Linked DNA regions of Mustela erminea: region 2 is linked to region 1. The links are chromatin contacts, called in public Hi-C maps. All regions are on one chromosome and are shown on one strand. The core of a region is the stretch at or near the end of the contact, and the rest is flanking DNA. Distances in the headings are between cores, read along the strand shown.

Evidence for each region. A called contact is a pair of places that touch in the nucleus more often than the background predicts.
Region 2: a contact with region 1 is called in a Hi-C map of fibroblasts, with 9 times the contacts expected there. The contact joins the promoter of FAM43A here to the promoter of XXYLT1 in region 1. A contact is called at or near these places in 3 of 3 Hi-C or Micro-C datasets (fibroblasts, skeletal muscle and spleen).

What each region holds. Positions count from the first base shown.
Region 1 is chr1:104,317,662-104,324,018 of mMusErm1.Pri, forward strand. It overlaps XXYLT1 (xyloside xylosyltransferase 1), which reads left to right and starts at 2,755. Exons shown (of 4, transcript XM_032337352.1): 1 at 2,755-3,384. The coding sequence starts at 2,884.
Region 2 is chr1:104,770,308-104,776,664 of mMusErm1.Pri, forward strand. FAM43A (protein FAM43A) reads right to left here and starts at 3,270. Exons shown (of 1, transcript XM_032337383.1): 1 at 1-3,270. The coding sequence starts at 2,254. The coding sequence ends at 965.

The DNA of each region.
Region 1 (6,357 bases), core at 1,505-4,004:
TAAGTTAAGGTCTGACGCTGAAGGGGAGTTTGGCTGTGCGAAGATCTAAGGCAGTGCTTTAGAAACTTTGGTCTGTAAAAGATGGGTTATTGAGGCCCAGGCTCACTGATGATTCATAGGGCCTGATTCTCTGTGTTTTTACCTAGCTCCCCAGGTGCTTCCAAGTCCAACCAAAATCTGGGAACCTCCGTCTTGGAGAGAAACATTCATCACAACAGGAGAGAATTGAGAATGCTCTTAGGGCGCAGAAAGATTTTAGTTATTGCCAGAGTGCCTTCCAGAAAAGTACCCACCCTTCATCTGCTGTAGAGGAAAGTGTTTCTTTCTCTGTATCCTTGACAGTATTGGGTACTAGTCAATATGAAAAAAGTCCGATCATCTACCCAATATTACAGATGGAGAAACCAATTACCTCTAATATCTGGTCAGAAGTCTTGACCAAAGTGAAAACTGGCACACTACATACCTTTCCTTATTCTATTTTTTCCTGCTAGAATATAAGCTCTATGAGGGCAGAGATTTCTGTTTTCTTTCACTGGTATAATCCTCAGGCACTACGTGCATGATACTCGGGTCATTTGTTACCTGTTGAATAAATGGCCACCTTCAACTCCTGTTTTAGTTTCCAGCCAGCAATATATTTCAGGAAGTTGCAACATTTTTCTTTATGGTCAAAGAATTGGGAATAAAAAATTAACATGAAGTTAAGACTAGTCTCAAGTATTTTCCTTTCTATGTAAAATTTAAATTATCTTGTCACTCCTCTTTTATCCATAAATACCAGGAGTAGTGATCTTGTAAAGGTCTGAAAAGTAAAATAATTGAATAAATTCTAGAATAACTGGCATAAGGAAAAACCACATTATTGATGTGAAGGTGAGGGCCACAACTCCAGATTTTTTACTAGTGAACAATTAGAATATAATATAGCTGTAGCACACTGCTATGGGGATAATACAAAACATATAATAAAGTCTTAACGGAGATTTGTAGTTTGGTATTTGTTATTACCCTGGAAAAGCTATGGTCGCCATATTTGGGTACTTGTTGGCTATTTTGCCCTTTTGTAGAGTTTGGTGTTTCTAGCATATTTTGTATTGTTTGCTAAGTGTTAGGCACAGTTCTGCTTTTTATGTATTGTCTTATAATCCTATAAGGCTCAGGTACTAGTATTAACCCTGTTTTCCAAATGGATCTTATTGAAGCTCAGATTAAGGATCCTGTCTGAAGTCTAATAATTAGTCATGTTAGATTAACTTGGAGAACTAGCTCTTGTAACCAATATCTGCTGAAGGTTGTGGTAACATACACACAACCCAGGGCTTGAATTATTGCTTTCAGTGTGAGTCTTGGCTAAAAGCTTATGCATTGGCAGAAGTAAGATTTGGGTTGAGATCTGGCTCTATTACTAGCCAGCTAAATTCGCGCAATATATGCTTTAAACCTCAATTTCCTCAATTGTAAAGTGCAAATAATACCTCTGCTTCTTAGGGTTGTGAGGATTAAATAAAGTAAGAGCCCATCAGTTGAGTGAGTTAATTTAGCTACTGGGTTACCTTCCTACCCCCACAAGGTAATTAGTATGTATTGATCTTTTCACTCAGCCCACTTTAGAGTTCCAATTTTTTTTTTTTCAGAAAACTGTTACTCCAATTGAAAAAAACAAGAGTTAAAAATGAGATGCATTGTGGGGCGCCTGGGTGTTTAAGTCGGTTGAGTGGCTGCCTTTGGCTCAGGTCATGATCCCAGGGTCCTGGAATCGAGCGGCATCGGGCTCCCTGCTCGGTGGGGAGCCTGCTTCTACCTCTCCTTCGGCCACTCTACTTGTACTCTTTCTCTGTCAAATAAATTTAAAAATCTTAAAAAAAAAAAAAAAGATGCGTTGTAGTTCGGGGTACCAGTCACTTCCACCAATAAGAGCATGGCACAGTAAACGGCTGAGTGATAATTCGTATGTGCATTTGCCCATGCATTTTCACCTCCGCGACCTTCAAGAATGCAGATCATTTGTACATGTTTAAATGCTGTAGTATTATCATCAGTCCTTAGAAGACTGAAGTTAATGAGTTTTTATGTAGTTGCCAAGTGTCCCAGCTGTCTAAGGTCAAAGCCGAGTGACCTTGAACAAGTTACCTCAGTGTGCCTCAGTTAAAATTTTGAAAAACGACTTGGCACGTCTTGAGATTCTCTTAAGGTATTATAAAAGTCTCCAGCGTTACTTCCTGGGACTTTGGAAACTATCTTCAAGTCGTGGGCAGCGAGTCCCCTGCTGGCCACATCCTTTACATGGCCTCAGGTGCCAGTGGGTTGGGCAGGCCATTTGCACCTTAGGTGGCATTTCTCATTTACCGTGAATGAGGAAGGAGCGTGTTTAAACTCCCTAGCCCCAGCTAGTCTCCCAGGTGTGAAAGGAGTCGGCGGGGAGAGGACTTCAAGCCTCCAAACATTTCGGGGAGAAAGGTTCAGAAATAAAATTTTTCCCTTTTTGTGCGTCCAGTTTAGTGTTTTTGCTGACGAACGTCCTGCGTCGGGGCGCCTCTATACCTTTCAAGGCACAGCTTCGATTTATAGCGTCTGGGTCTGGGCATTTAGGACGCCCAATTTCAAGAGACCTTCCTTGCAGCCCCGCTGGCTTTCTCGAAGTCTCAGTCCTCACCCACCACCCGATCCTTCCCGTCTTGAATCCCGCTAAATCTAGGACCCAGCGGCTGCCAAGCAGCCCTGGCCCCGCCTCTCCGCGCATCAGCACCCGCGGATTGGTTCCGGGCGGCGAGGCCCCGCCCCCGCCATGGCCGCTGCCCGCCGCTTGGGTCACTAAGTGGCTGCCAGGGTGCTGGTGTCCGCTGCCGTTCCCCCGCTGCTCTGTCTCCGGGCGGGTGGTGCATGGGTCGGCGAGGCGGCCCCTCATGTTCTCGGGCCATGGCGCGCCTGGCCGCTGTGCGCTCCCACTACTGCGCGCTGCTGCTGGCCGCGGCGCTGGCCGTCTGTGCTTTCTACTACCTCGGCTCGGGCCGGGAGACCTTCTCCAGCGCCACCAAGAGGCTGAAGGAGGCCCGCGCCGGGGCCCCCGCCGTGCCCTCGCCGCCCGCGCCGGAGCTGGCGCGGGGCTCCGTGGCGCCGGCCCTGGGGGCCAAGGCCAAGAGCCTGGAGGGCGGCGGGCCGGGGCCGGTGGACTATCACCTGCTGATGATGTTCACCAAGGCGGAACACAACGCCGCGCTGCAGGCCAAGGCCCGAGTCGCGCTCCGCTCCCTGCTGCGCCTCGCTAAGTTCGAGGCGCACGAGGTGCTTAACCTGCACTTCGTGAGCGAGGAGGCCAGCCGTGAGGTGGCCAAGGCTCTGCTGCGGGAACTGTTACCGCCAGCCGCCGGCTTCAAGTGCAAGGTGAGCGGGGCTGCGGCCGGGGGCTCCTGGAGGATGGCCCACCCTATACATTCATCTGTCCCCCCCAACCCCCATTGCCCCAGCTTTGCCTGAAACGTGGAAACGTGTTTCTCGGTGTGCTGGAGGCAGCCTTCGGGAGGCGTGCCCAGGAGCCAGAAGCACTCAGCCGGTGCGGGAGTGCTGCGGGGCGTGGACTCACTACCCTGACCCGTGCCCCACCCGTTAAGTCCCTCTTCTCCCGAGATTTGGCTCGCCCCCTCTCTGCTGGCGTTGCAGGATTCTGCACTGCCTTCGCAGTCTGCACTTTTTATTCTCAGTCTTTGACTTTTGCGGTTGGAACGGGTCGTTTGAAGGCAGTAGTCATCTGATGCGAAGTCTGTGGCCAGGGTCTTAGTGAGGTCGCGTGAATTGAAGTTGCAGTGATATTTCTCGTATTAAAGTCAGAACTGCCTAAGCGGAAACCCAGACATTGTGAACCACCTCATCCCCTCTCTGTACCTTCTTCTTACCTAGTCTCCAGGGTCACGAACCTATTTAGAGAAGCCACCAGTCACTCTGAGGGAGGAAGCAGAAGCTCTAAGAGGTACAGATACGATCTGGGGCGAGCACAGCAGAGCTAGCCACCTTGTCCCAGGCTGGGCCAACCTGCTTCGTTGGCAACTCTGCTCCCACCTCTCTCCCTCATCTCCCATGATCTCCCAGCTCTGCTTGTCAGAGATTGGCTTCCTGGCTTAGTGTTAATTGCTTCAGTCAAGTTGCTAGCCTCATTTTGACCTCATAGTTGCACAGAGGGCATCCAAGGTCTGATTTTTGGATAAGACTAGGAGGTGATCTTAAAGGATGGAGACTGATAGTGGGGGAAGGGGTCGTGAGGTAAGAGTAATGTTCCATGTGTTTGTGTCCAGTGATTGATGGGGGATCTGCTGCCCAGATCCTGCAAGGTTCAGGGGTCTCTGGCAGCTCAAGTCCCAACTTCCAGGAAGGCTGCGTTGTGGGCCTGGCCCTTCTCTCCAGCCTTGCTTTTCGTCCTCCCGTGTGCACCTTAGATCTTGAGTGTGTTGACTGTGCCTTTTAAAGATGAATTCTCGCCCAGGATGTCCTTCCTTTCCTCCTGGGTCCTTGGCCACTCTTTACTTAGCTTTCACCGTCCCGGGAATGTCCCTAGACTTGGGGACCGTCTGTGCCCAGCCTTCCACAGCTTTCCATTCCTGCTTCTCCTCATAGCCCACAAAGTCTGTCTCTTGTCCAGAACAAGTAAACCTGTCTGGAGCACCCACCATAGTCAGGGAAGGGCTCCCGGGCCTGGACTTCATGCTGTAGGAGACCCAGAATCCAGGTTCTTGACCCACTCTCTGACCTGGGGTTTTTCAGCCTGGGACCCATCACATTTACCTAATTGGAATCTCAAGGTGAGACCTGGCAGCCTGTCCCAGGTGATCCCTAGTACTCTAATGCTTGAGAAACGCTGTGCTGGCCGAGGGAGAAAACTAAGGGCACTTGATCAAAGGGCCAGTCTGGGCAGAGTTGGGATTTGACAGGGTCTCCAAACACCACCCTGAAGACCAGCATTGTCATTTTATCACTTTATGGAGTCAGAGGTAGCAACTTGGGCCAGATCTCTACCCAGCCCTTTCTCTCTAGCTCGACACAGCTTCTTGTGTACTCAGGGCTGTCTAGCTGCCAGGCCTTTGCTGTGTCGTGCTGCCATTGGGACCCTCTTTCTCTTTCCATCTCTAGGTCTTGGTCATCTGTCTTTGCCATCGCCTCTTTGGAGCCTTTCAGGGAAACCCCATCAGAAGACAAGTCTTCCTCTTCCTCCTCCTCCCTGGTGTGTACTGGTGCTATGAACGTGTCAGGTCTTATCTCCAGTCCCATGATGCCTTGCACAGAGTCCGCACCAGAAATACTGGCCTTGGGGCCAGGTTCCCATCATCATGGTGCCTGTGTTTCCTTCTCTCTCCCTTTGCCATGCTCTCTTTGGACAACCATAGGTCACTAGGCCCTGGAAACAGCTGTGGGGGACATGAATTGAGGCATGGCTGATGAGGGTCTGGAGGCTTTGTAGTTAGATGGCTGTGGTCAGAAAACAGTTTGTTGGTTTCAGCCTAAAATCGTTCTTGTTAGTTTCGAGGTCAGATTTTTGTGAATCTGTTTTCTGTCTGTGATAAACGGTGCTCTTTTTTTCCTTAAATATATGGTCCTGGAAGGTTGGCTTCATGTTACTGGTCATTTGATTCTCTCTCAGGTTTGGAATATTCCTGAAAGGAATGCTTTTTCTGGCATCACTTCACACATGCTTCTCCCTCTGCGTGGGAGATAATGAACCCCTAAATTCTACTCCTGAAACCAATACTATACTATATGTTAGCTAACTTGAATTTAAAAATAAATTTAGGGGCGCCTGGGTGGCTCAGTGGGTTAAAGCCTCTGCCTTCGGCTCAGGTCATGATCCCAGGGTCCTGGGATTGAGCCCCACATCGGGCTCTCTGCTCAGCGGGGAGTCTGCTTCCTCCTCTCCCTCTGCCTACTTCTCTGCCTACTTGTGATCTCTGTCTGTCAAATAAATAAATAAAATCTTAAAAAAAAAAAATTTAAATTACCTTACCCCGAACCCCATCCTTAGCTCTCTCTCAGGTCTCAGTGTAAATGTCATTTCCTTGGCAAACCTTTCCTGAGTGCCCATTATACACTCTCTTAGCACCAAGCCCTTTTCCTTAGTAATATTTATCACTGTTGTAATTATACAATGAATGAATTATTTGTCTACCTTTCAAGACAAGGTAGACAGAGGGCGTGGACCCTGACTCCTCTTAAATGTTGTATCCCCAGCACCCAACATCATGCCTTGCATATGGAAGCGCATTTCATATGAAGGATTAATCTTTAAGTGTTAGTCAGGAAGAAGGAAATTGTAGACATTCCCACCCTGGTTGCATCAGGGCTGGGAGGGGTCTTCAAGACCATATAGTACGA
Region 2 (6,357 bases), core at 2,020-4,519, 450 kb after region 1:
CAGCACTTCCAGACGCTCACCTGTTCTGTGACATTGTCCTCTTTATTCTCTCCCCACTGGCGTGCAAACACAACCAGAGCAGTGCTACTCTTAAAAAATAACAAAATGTTTTATACCCATTTCTGTATATACAGCTGAACAACATTTTACATGTCCCTTTTGCACAGCAAAAGATATAAACATTTAGCTCTGGGAACACAGTTATGTACAAAAAAAAATGTCAAAAATACTTCACAACAGTGCAAAATATTTTACACAGGATCATGGAGGGAGATCTTTTGAGCAGAAGGAAGGTGTGTTTTTAAAGGAAAACTCTTTTTGTTGTTTTAAAGATATTAGACGTCTTTAACTGTAAACAAAATGCAACTTTCTTCCATTTCCCCCCACCTCCATCCCCAAACAATTATTTGAGGAATTTGGCAGAATTTCAAGGGTCTGAGTCTGAGGTAAACAACCCAAGCTCTCGCACCAAAAAGACTGGGGGCAAGGAGGTGGCATTACAGCCTAAAACGTTGCGAGAGAGAGAAAAAAAAATGTTTTTTAATGACATGTCAATGACAGCGCTAGGCCGCTCCCTGTTACTGGGTCCGGTCAGGGGAGGAAATTAACCCCTCTTCCTCAGGCCCCAGCTGCCCCACAAACAGGAAACTGGCCAGCTGGCAGGCATCCCTTGCTAACCAGCGGGCCCTTTTCTCACCGTCTGCCTGCCCTCCACCCTCACGCCCCCAGCCCTGTCTCTCCCTCCGTGCAGTCTGACCCCTAGCACATCTCCACACGCAACCTGAGCCCCGCTTCAAACAGAGCCAAGTGTGCTGAAGGAGAGGGCCAGGGTAACTCTGGGCCTCAAGTGTCCCATTTCCCCTTTCCTGGGGGCGGGCGGGGGACGGAGGAGATGTGTGTTGTCCAAAAGACAGGTGGGGAGTCACGGGGGCGCGAGGGGTGCTCACAGGGGGCTGCTGAGATCTCAACCCGAGTGGGGCTCCTCTGGGTTGGCGCCGTCGTTAGGGCCCGACCGGTCGGCTGCGGTAGCAGGGGAGGTGGCGTCCGGGCCCCCGCCTTCGATGGAGCTCTCGCTGCCGGTACTCTCGCCGGACAACAGGCGCGTCACCCGCAAGTCGGCCTGCAGGCTGCGCACGTCGTTGCCGAAGCTGAGTTCTCCCAGGTCGTTAATAAGCTGAGACAGCTCGGCCTTCATGTCCGAGGCGCTGCCCAGCAGCAGAGGCGGCGGCCCAGCCCCAGGGCCCAGGGAGACCCCGCCACCCCCTAGTGCCTCCTCGCGGCCACTTTCCAGTGTGTCCAGCAAGTCCCCGCATTCCAAGTGCATGGCCACCACCAGCGCTCGCTGCGCCTCGGCCTCTTCCGCTGCCGCGTCCCCCTCCTCAGCACGGTCCACCTCCTCCTCCTCCTCCTCCTCCTCCAGGCAGCTCTCCGTGCGCTCCTCTTCCTCTTCCTCCTGCAGCTCCTGCTCCTGCTGTTCACCGAGCAAGTCCTCGGTGATGGAGCCCAGCTTAGGCGCGCTGCGGCTGCGTTCCACCGGTGGCTTATAGCAGCAGGGTCCGTGCAGGAGCAGCTTGCGCAGAGGCACTAGCGGGATGGTGTGCGCGCCCACCAGCTCCTGCTGCTGGTGACGCGCATCGTCCCTCCGCTTGAGCCGTTTAAATTCCGCCAGCGCGTTGGCCGACGTCTGGTACAGCAGCAGGGCCATAGCCTGAGCCTTCTCGGGCTTGGACACCAGCACCGCGTGGCAGCGCAGCATTACCGCCTTGTGCTTGAGCTCGTGCCGGTATACCCAGGCGAAGACCTTGGGCAGCCGCGCGTCTGCCACGCAATAGGTAACGCGGTGCAGTAGGTAAAGGTGGCCCGGGCGGCGCAGCGCGCGCTCCTCAGCATGCACCATGCGGATACCCTGCGCGCTCACAGTCAGCTTCATCTTAGTGCCCTGACGACCAGCCTCGCTCTTGCTCCAGATCTTGCCCACCGCTAGGTCAGTGCAGCCGTCGCCGCGCGCCTGGATGGTGGTGGCATTGCCCAGGTAGAGCACAGTGTAAGTGGGGTCCTCGCTGGTGATGTGCAGCTTCTTGCGCTTGGAGCGGAACATGCTGCCCACCCGGCTGAGCGCGCCTTCGGGGCACGCCCGCGCCAGCGAACTGAGCGCCGAGTAGTGCAGGCTCACCGCGTAGCCCTTAGGCTTGGACGCCTGCCGTGGCGGCGCCTCGGCCAGCAGCTCGAACTTGTGTTTCTTCCACGGCAGCATCTCCGGAGGGCGCCCCCGCGCAGATGGGCGGCGGCGGCGGAGCGCCGGGTACGAGCCCCGTTGAGCCACCCGCCCTGGCCGGGCTCGGCCCGGGCAAGACAGAAAAATAAAACTAAGCTGGGAGTGGCCCACTGGTAGAGAGGGGCTTAGGGAGTATCGTCCTCAGGGACCCCGCCGAAGTGGGTACGGGTTAAAATTTTAAAAGAGAAGAAAATAATCAGCTGCGAGTTGGGGGCGGGGGGCCGGGGAGGAGCGTGCACAGATTTACCCCAGCCAGGGCAAGGACGAGGGCAAAGAGTCTTAGGCAAGCAAATTGAGAGAAAGACGAAATCAGAGTGGAACGTTAATAAGAGATGCGCGCGCGCAGAGGGAGCCCCAGCCAAAGCAGCCGGGACGGGGCGAGAATATGCAGGAACTCTTCGGTGAACCTGGAAAGGGCCCCCGCGCTCGCTCGCGCTCTCTCTCTCTCTCTCTCTCTCTCTCTCTCTCACACACACACACACACACACACACACTCCCCAAGGCTGGAACTAGAAAGAGCGGAAACTCGATAGCGAGTGTGCCCAGGGGTCCGGGTTCCCTCCCCTAGGGGGTGCTGGAAACCGAGAGCCCCTCGGCGGGGTTGATCCCAGAATGTGCGGCTTGCCCCGAGTGCGGTCAGATGCTGCCCCGGTTGGCCGCGGCGGGCCCGGCGCAGCACTCCGGCGGTGGCTCACTGCATCTTCGCTCCGGCCCGACGCAGGGACTCGGACTCGGCGGGCTCACTGTCCCGGCTGGCTCCGCCAGGGCAGCGTGGGGCGCCGAGGGCGGGGCGCGCGCATGGTCGGCTCCGGGGACGGTCGCTACCTCATTTCTTCCCTCCGGGGGGGGGGGTCCGACTCCGCTCCCGAGGTCCCCAAGGTCTGCTGCCCGCCCTTGCGGCGCGCCCCTCCGGTGCTGCAAGCGGTAGCCGGCTCGCCAGCCTCACATCCTTGCGGTCCCGGAGCAAGATCTCGGGTAAATATAGGCCGGCGCGAACCATTCGCCGCGCGGGGACAGGGGAGGAGCACAGAAGAGGATGCGTTTCGGGCCCGGACGCCCGGCGAGTTCCTGGTCTCTTAAAGGGACCTAGTTGCAGTCATTCGTCGAAGGAAAGGGGAAACCGGTCCAATCCCGCAATTACCTCTCAAATTTACCAGCATCTCATTTATCTACAGGTATCGCCAAGACCCGGGGTTACCCCCTCGGGAAAGGCGACTTGAATTCTGACACTCCACCCTCCGGCTGAATTGCAACTCACTAAATAAATGTGTGTCTACATCGAAACTTCTGGGGGAAGTGGTGGAAGATGGGATTTAGACTAATTTACTATGTAAAGAGGTTGGGGAAAGAGTGGTTCTTTCCTTGTGTGACAGCTCTCTGAGAATGACTGGTGTTGTTTAATAATGTAGTTTTTCACAATTTATTTTTCATTAAAGGAAGCAAGGAAAACAGCGAGACTTATCTTTTAGGGTCTTGGAGCCCTTTCTCCACAGACAAGCAGATAGTGAGAAGTGAGATGTCCTGATGGGGGTGAACAATATTGTACAGAGTCCATAAATAAAGTGTTTCTGTCCTTAATCCCTAGCAGCGGCCCTTCCTGCTCTCAGGCCTCAGAGAAGACTAGTTTTCAGAGACCTATACCATTCCTAAGTAATTCTTATGTGTGGTTAGAACCCATTTTGTTTTCGCAGGCCAGTCATTCCGTTTTATTACATCATTGACACATTTTGGGTGAGAATTCCTAGTGAAAATCCAAATGACATTTTTTATTTCACTAATAATACTCAGCCACCATCCACTAGGAATGACGATCACATTATTATCCTTTTCTCCTGGGCTGCCTGAACAGCATAGCCTCAGTCCTCTGACCAGCATGACCCTTGGCTGGTAACTCATTTCTGGGATCCTCAAACAACAAGCTTGCCTCGGTGATCTGCTCAGTGAAAGCAAAAAGACTTCAACTCTGAGTGTGGGATAAATGTCCAGATGATCTTACATCAAACTGCCAAGTTTGTCCCAGAAGAGGACAATGGAACCCCTTTCCCCAGCAGCCTCATCCCCTGAGGATCTTGGATATCTTTGGCTTCCATGCCAAAACCACTGATTTCAGAACCCCTGCAGCCCCTCCTGGAAATTCTCTGGAGCCCTACCTTTGCCAACTTTTAGCCTTTCTTTTAAATTTAAATAACCTTTCTTTAAATTCTAACCCAATTTTCTCAGACTCATTGGTGCTGAGTTTCAACATACCTTTCCTGAGTACTTTTTGGTGCCAGGCCCTGAGCTAGGAGCAGACCCAGTTCCTGTGTCCAAGGAGCTCCCAGTCCAACAAAGGATGCAAACTGCACCCAGCTCAGGCTTCCGCTAAATCTAGGAGAGCACCCTGTGTCCTCTAGTGCCTGGTACACAAATAGGCACTACTTGCTTGCTGAATTAATGAATGAGATGTGCGCGTGAACAGGAAGACAGAGCAGGCTATGTGCCCTGAGAAAGACCCAATGTACTATGAGAAGCAGGAAGAAGAGAAAGTTCTTTTTGAGTAGGAAAATCAGAACAGGCTCTGCAGAAGGTGATGTGTGAGGAATGAGCAGGCTTTCTCCAAGCAAGAAAGAATTAAAGGGCTTTCTAGATATGGAGGACAGCAGAATTCTAGAACGTGAAAATGCGTGCACACATGCAGATGAGGGTGGAGTTTAATGATTATAACAAGGAGAGAAGAAAGTTTCCCGGTGGTGCTTTTCAGGCCCTCCTAGTCTCTGAGGGAAGGAAGGCCTTTTCATGGCTAAGTCTTGCCCCAGGGTGTGATGCCTTACTTCCCAGCTGCACTAATGGGCTAATGGAGGGACACCAGACCTGGTGCTGGAATGAACTAGTTAGGGACAATAATAAGCCGCTTAAGTCAAGGTGAATTCCTCTTCCGCTCCAATTCCTGGAAAATCTTGCAAAGGCAATCGGGTAGACCGCATGGGCTCCAAACCGAAAAGTCTGGTAAAAAAGCACACCAGATTCACCTGTGTTAAGTGACCCTTGGATGGTCCATAATCTCCAAGTCTAAACTCTACAAGTAGATGTCATGTTCAAGCGGGTACCATTTCCAAGTTGCTCAGAGGTCTGAGGGTCAGAAGGGCTTGGGGAAGACAAGAAAGGGCCAGTGGTGGGAACTAAGGCTGGTCTCAGCTTCCACAAGGGCACCCCCTTCGGCATCAGGTGGTAGCAGGGAGCGCTGGGGACTACAAGGGCAGGGAGGGTTCCACTGGCCAGCCTGGCTTCTCTGAGGCAACGAGGACATCAGTTCTGGGGGCAGAGGCCCACAAAGCTGCTCCTCTGGGCTGGTCTCTGCGACGCCTGGGCGGCCTTCTCAATAAGTTTGTTTTCAACCTTGGGAGGGCAGAGAGGTTCTAGATAAACGTGAACAGTCTGACGTGTGAGTCACAGTCTGTGCTGGGACTCACAGACCCAGGAGGAGGAGGGCCAGGCTGTCTCTTGCTAGCCTGGGCCCAGGGCCTGGACCTGGGCCTGGGCCTGAGCCTGGGCTGGCTGGCGGAGTTTCTTCAGCCGGGAAAACTGGTAGCACCATCTATGAGCCCACACCATGGACCTGAGACACAGGGCAGTTCCAGAACAGAACAGGAGCCACGGCCATTGGGAAACAGGTCAGCAACTGCATCAGACCTTGGACTGGGCTTTTTGTGTGTGATGCTGCCCCATCTGCTGGTGCCAGGCAGAAGTGCCATTTCATGGGCTGGTTTCTCTTCCAACCGGGTAAGGCAGGGGTTGAATCAACTCACGGCCAATTCACAGCAGGTAAGAAACCTGGCCTCAGACCTGACATCGAGAGTCAGCCTTTGAGCTCACAGAAAGCATTCCAGGCCAGCTCTCTCCCACCTTATTTCTTACATCATGGTCCTCCCTCTCGGGTTTCCTCCCCCAACACCCCATGGAATGCCTGTTGGCTTCGGAGATAACAAATGACTAATCTAGGATCCTCGAAGTCATTCAATAAACCTTTGTTGTGAGTCTACGGTGGTTGTGATGTAGTTGCTGGGGATACTGTATGAAAGCAGACAGACAGGTCTTTGCCCTCA